2 separate regions of the Sus scrofa genome follow, and region 1 is linked to region 2. A link is a contact called in public targeted proximity ligation data. All regions are on one chromosome and are shown on one strand. The core of a region is the stretch at or near the end of the contact, and the rest is flanking DNA. Distances in the headings are between cores, read along the strand shown. Region 1 holds the start of ATP1A2 (ATPase Na+/K+ transporting subunit alpha 2). Region 2 overlaps DCAF8 (DDB1 and CUL4 associated factor 8).

Region 1 (2,700 bases), core at 24-2,523, 110 kb before region 2:
CTTGTTGTTCTTGGCTCTGGTACATGTTAGGATACTGACCTCTATATGCCTCTTAGAAGCTCCGTAAGTGCCAGTCTTTGGGCTTCTCCCCCACCGACCCATCGACAGCCTAGAGTTCCTCAACAGTGTCTAAGAGGGTAATGTGTGTGTTCCCCCCGCCCCAATTACAAGGGTAAACTTGGGCAGTCCCTTCTGTGCCCCACCTGCCCTTCTGCCAGCCATCTCCCAGGTCTTGGGAGCCTTGACTCTGAAACTTTGCAAAGGCTACATCTGGAGGGCTTGGGAAGACTCTCTCCCCTCCATCTAGCAGACTTCATGCTGCTTCTTTTTTTTTTTTTTCTTTTTAGGACCACACCCACAACATATGGAAGTTCCCAGGCCAGGAGTTGAATCAGAGCTGCAGCTGCTGGTCTACACCACAGCCACAGCAACACGGATCTGAGCGGCATCTGTGACCTACACCACAATTCACAGCAATGCCGGATCCTTAACCCACTGAGTGAGGCCAGGGATCCAACCCGCATCCTCACAGAGACCATGTTGGGTCCTTAATCCACTGAGCCACAACGGGAACTCCCATGCTGCTTCTGGAGCTGCCTTTGGCTCTCATCAGGCTGCCAACCTCGAGAAGCCTCATACACAAGGGCCGCCCTGGGTTCTAGCACCACCTCTTCCTGGCTTCAGGGTTCCCACAGTCTTTACAGTGGAGAGAACGGTCTCTTGCTTCTTTCTCCGGGAAGTTAGATGTAGATGCAGGAGACCAGGTTCTAGTTCTGTTTTATCAGCTCAAATCTTGTTCATGTGCAGTCTCTCCGGGCCTCAGCTTCCCCATCGGGAAAGCAAGAGGCAGGGTCAGATCACATGGCCTCTGTTCTCTGGGATGCTGATGCTGTTGCCCAGGGCTCCCCCTCTGCCCTCCCTAAGGGGCATATCCCCCACCCCATACCGTATCTCCCCTCTCTCAGTAGTGGCTGCCATGGGCCAGGACTTGGAGGGTGAGGGGAGCGGAGGGGGAGCACTCGGTGGGACAAACGGACCTTCCTCAGGCCAGTTGCTTAAGGGGCGGGAGGGGAGGAGTCCTCAGAGATCCTGTTTCAACAAACGTTTCTTTCCCGAGGAGGGAAGGCGGGGGAGAGGGGGAGAGGGACCTATTTAAAGCTACCCTGTTGCTCACTGTCTCTGTCTGTCTGCCGGGGTCTCTGGCGCCCCAGACCGGTGGTGTGAGCTCGGGATCCTCCTGGTGACCTCTCCAGTCAAGGTCCCGCAGCCACTCTGCCCCAAGATGGGCCGTGGGGTGAGTATCCCTAAAGAGCAGGGCTGGCTCTGGAGGGAGCTGTGCGGCTCTCTGGATGATGAGGGAGGCTGGAAGGAAGGACAAAGTGGGGATGGGACCCAGAGGGAGGAGCGGTGGGCTGCTTTGAACTTGGAAGTATTGAGTCTCCCAGCCAGGACTATGTGCACAGACGGACAGTGGCACTTGCTTGCTCGCTCCCTGAGTGCTGAGTTCTTTACCACCGACCCCAGGACCAGCTCCGAAGCTCACCACCCCCCACCAGCATCCCCTCCAGCCCTCCCTCCACCCCTGCCTCATCTCCTCCCCACCAAACCCCCATGGTCCCTCCTCTCTCACCGTATCTCCTGGCCTCCCAGCGGAAGGTTATTTGGTACTGAGAATGCCCCCTGCCTTCGCCACCCTCTGAAAGTATCCATTCCTCCAGGAGTCCCAGCCTGAGAGGATGGGGGTCCAATTTGTGGTTGCAGAGAGGGCCAAGGGGCATCTGCTTCTGAGTCACCAAGCATTTCCAAACACCAGCTCTGGGAGAGAGGGGGGACCCTGGGTTCCAGGGACAGCTGGGAGCAGTGAGCAAAGGCAGAGAGCGATGTGCCCCCAGCCCCTGGTCCAACACCCCCACCCACCCACCCGGCGCTGTCCCCGGCAGCATTGTGCTCGGGCTTCAGGCCATGCGCTTTGAGGACTTTCCCAGAGGCTGGTGAGAGCTGCAGGCACCCCCCTCGGTCCACCCCAGCCTGTGGCATTCTGCAGCTCGGGATATGCCAAGGGGAAGATTAACAGCCACCGGGGATGGAGAGGGTGGGGGTGGCCAGGGCTGAGGCTTGGAATTCTTGGAAATGAAATTTCCATATGGAGAAAAGGGACCCAATCTCTTTACATCCCAAGCCTGGTGGCTTTCCTTTTGTGGAATGCTGGCAGAAGGGAGCCCCGGGAGGGTGCTGAGGAAAGAGGGTGCCCGTGGGGAGCTGTGGCGGAGTTTCTGGGCCCAGGAGGGGGTCATGCAAGGACATGGTGTCGCACTGAGTTTAGCAGCTGGGAAAACTCTGAGCCTGGACACCAGGGTTCCTGAGCTAGGGTGGGAGCTATAAATAGAACCGGTGTGTGTGTGTGTGTGTGTGTGTGTGTGTGTGTGTGTGTGACGTGTTCTCCATAGGCTGGAACTGATACAGATATCCACGGATGAGCACCTGTGTTTGTGTCTCAGCAGAAAAATTTGCAAACACGCAGGTCCTGGAGCAGGAGTGAGCAGAGACATCGCTGTGGGGGGGGGCTCATGAGGGTCTATGAAGAGTTGTCTCTGAGGTGTGGGCCTCACAGAGGAAGAGCTCACGACAGTGGGAAGATGTACTGTCTTGGGATCTTCGGCGGCACCTTGACATCTCTTGTTCCCCCCGGGGGAAAGGAAG
Region 2 (2,700 bases), core at 55-2,554:
AGGCTTTGATGGGGATGGGGGATAATGGATAGGAAATCCAACCAATTTCACCTGATTTCGTCTAGAGCAGTGAGGAAGTGTGCACTGTGGAACATTACCCTCTTGAGAGGGTCAACTGCCTTTGGGAGCTCACTTCCCACTTCAGCTTACCCGGTGATGGCGTCTCTGTCTCAGGTGATGCATGAGGAACCAGAGCATGTGGCTATCAAATAAGTCAGTGTGGTGTAAGCTATCTTCATCCCGTTCCCGCTTGTTCTTCTTAATCACCTGAAATCGAAAGGGGGAGAGTGGATAATGAATAGGAACACTGGACCTGATCAGAAAAGGCTGGTGTTCTAGCCCAATAAAATCTTCCCTTAGGGAGTTCCCACTGTAGCACAGCAGAAACGAATCCGACTAGGAACCATGAGGTTGAGGGTTTGATTCTTGGCTTCGCTCAGTGGGTTACGGATCTGGTGTTGCCGTGAGCTGTGGTGTAGGTCGCAGACATGGCTCAGATCTGGTGTTGCTGTGGCTGTGGCCTAGGCCGGTCAATGTAGCTCTGATTAGACCCCTAGCCTGGGTCCATATGCCAGGGGTGTGGCCTTAAAAAAAAAAGACCAAAAAAAAAAAAAAATCTTCCCTTAGGAACTATTAACAGAGTGTAGCATAACTAGATCATATTAGAAAAGGATGCCCCACTTTCATCCATGGAAAAAATGTCTCCTGTCCCCATCCTACCATCATCTAGAAGCACTGGGGCTGTTCCTAGAGAGGCAATGACAGGAACGTGGGGGAAGGGGAGGGGTTAGAGAAGTGCCTTTGAAGGACTGTACAGCAGGTTATTCCTTCCTCTGACAATGAAAATTCCTAACTGTACAAATAAGCAGAAAGAAGAAATCTATATAGCCAGCCACTTACATCCTTTAACCCTGTAAGCTCAGTGGAAGTTTCGGCTGTGGGTGCCCAGATCTTGACATCATGGTCTAGGCCACTGGTTGCCAGCACAGGCAGGTGAGGATGGGGCTCAAGACAATTTACCTGGTCAGGAGGAAAGGAAAACACAGGCTCAGGAGTATGTGGAATAGCGTTTAATAAACACTACTCACCTCGAACCAAACAACAAACCCTGATGAAATCAGGTGCAGGGAAAGCAGGCCCATTCATCATGACCCGAGGGCAAAGGGCCCTCAGGGTAGAGAAACAATGGGCACAGACGGAGTATAAGAGCAGGCCTATCTCTCATTTCCTACATTTAGGTAGGGCAGTCTCATCCCCAGACCCAGCCCTAGGGGTGGGCGGGTGACTGGCCAAGCATACTGCTGGCTTCAGAAGAAGGCCAATGAGGTCCGTATGACCTCATTCTCTCCAGATTCCACAGTTCCAACTTGCCCAAGGCTGGAAAAAACACCTCAGTGGCTTTCACCAAGTGGCAAATAAATTTTTAAAAATGAAAAAAGCAGCAGCTGCTGCTGAGCCCCTAGAGAAGACTCAGAGAACAATTACATTCACTTGGCACTGTTTACTAGAACTGGAAAGAGGCGCAGACTGGGAAGAGGCTGATCCTGGGGAGTGGTGGGATAGTGGAGACACATCTGCTTGAGAACCCTGCACCTCCCAGGGGCCAGCACCCTGCTCTCTGCCATGAAAGCACAACAGCCTCGACCATAGGACAGCACAGTACAGCAGGGCGGCTTCCTAGGGCACCCATCACTTCAAGCTAAGCCACCCTCCAAGCAGGAGGAATGAACTTCAGCAGCCGAGTGGAAGGCTTTCTGGCTTGGGCAACTTCCTTCTATCCAAAGGCACCTATGCCCCCTACTGTCTGACTTGGAAACATCAGCCTTCCTGGCAGGGCAGGACGGGGCAGGGCCGCTCTCATCCCCACAGGAAGAGCTGGTCCCAGATGTAGCTGCTAAAGCATTTGGGGGCTTTTAGTCAGATGAAGAATAGATAGGAAAAGCACCCAGAAGGAAGAAGGTGTGGTCTTAGCCATTCTTCACCTCACCCTGTCCCATCTTGCAGCTGCCCTACAGTCGGACAAAACAACCCTTGGCAAACGGCCTCTTTTAGCTCTCTCTGGACCAACCTTCTCTGCCTTGCCCACACATGCAGAGAGCAGCTGATAGGAAGCCAAGGTCGACATGGAAAATACAACTGACCTACAGTCTTCTGATCTTCGTCTTCCATTTTACAAATAAGCAAATTCTCAAAAAACACCAAAGCTAAGTCTGAGTAAAGTAGAAACCACATTTTCCCTTGTTCTTCTTTCATTACACATATCAGCTCACTGCAAAGTCTACATTTGGGCTCTTTTAGGCAAAGAGGTGGAAGAGGTTCCAGCATCTGGAGCATGAGGAGGCACTAGACAGAAAAACTCCACTGCCAGGAAATACTACGAAAAGATATGTGACAACTTACACGTACAAACCTGAATTCATTCCTCCATCTTCAGATAAGCCCTTGCTACCCTTCTACTCTGACCCAGCTGTGCTTGACATGTCAGTAAAATAGAGTATTCATGAGGACACTGGTTCCATCCCTGGCCTTGCTCAGTAGGTTAAAGATCTGGCCTTGCCATGGGAGCTACGGTGTTGGTCACAGACATGGCTTGGATCTGGCATTGCTGTGGCTGTGGCGTAGGCCAGTAGCTACAGCTCCAATTCTCCAAGCCTGGGAATTTCCATATGCCTCGGGTACGGTCCTAAGAAGACCAAAAAA

The links.
Region 1: a targeted proximity ligation map of skeletal muscle shows a contact between it and region 2. A contact is called at or near these places in 1 of 5 promoter capture datasets (fetal skeletal muscle), 16 of 47 Hi-C or Micro-C datasets (alveolar macrophages, brain, embryonic fibroblasts and 10 more) and 1 of 2 datasets of targeted methods (skeletal muscle).

What each region holds. Positions count from the first base shown.
Region 1 is chr4:90,369,478-90,372,177 of Sscrofa11.1, reverse strand. ATP1A2 (ATPase Na+/K+ transporting subunit alpha 2) reads left to right here and starts at 1,273. Exons shown (of 23, transcript NM_001171541.1): 1 at 1,273-1,294. The coding sequence starts at 1,283.
Region 2 is chr4:90,257,910-90,260,609 of Sscrofa11.1, reverse strand. DCAF8 (DDB1 and CUL4 associated factor 8) reads right to left here. Exons shown (of 13, transcript NM_001244434.1): 11 at 901-1,020; 12 at 151-267. Among named protein-coding and RNA genes, the nearest start is that of PEA15, 17 kb to the left of the region's middle.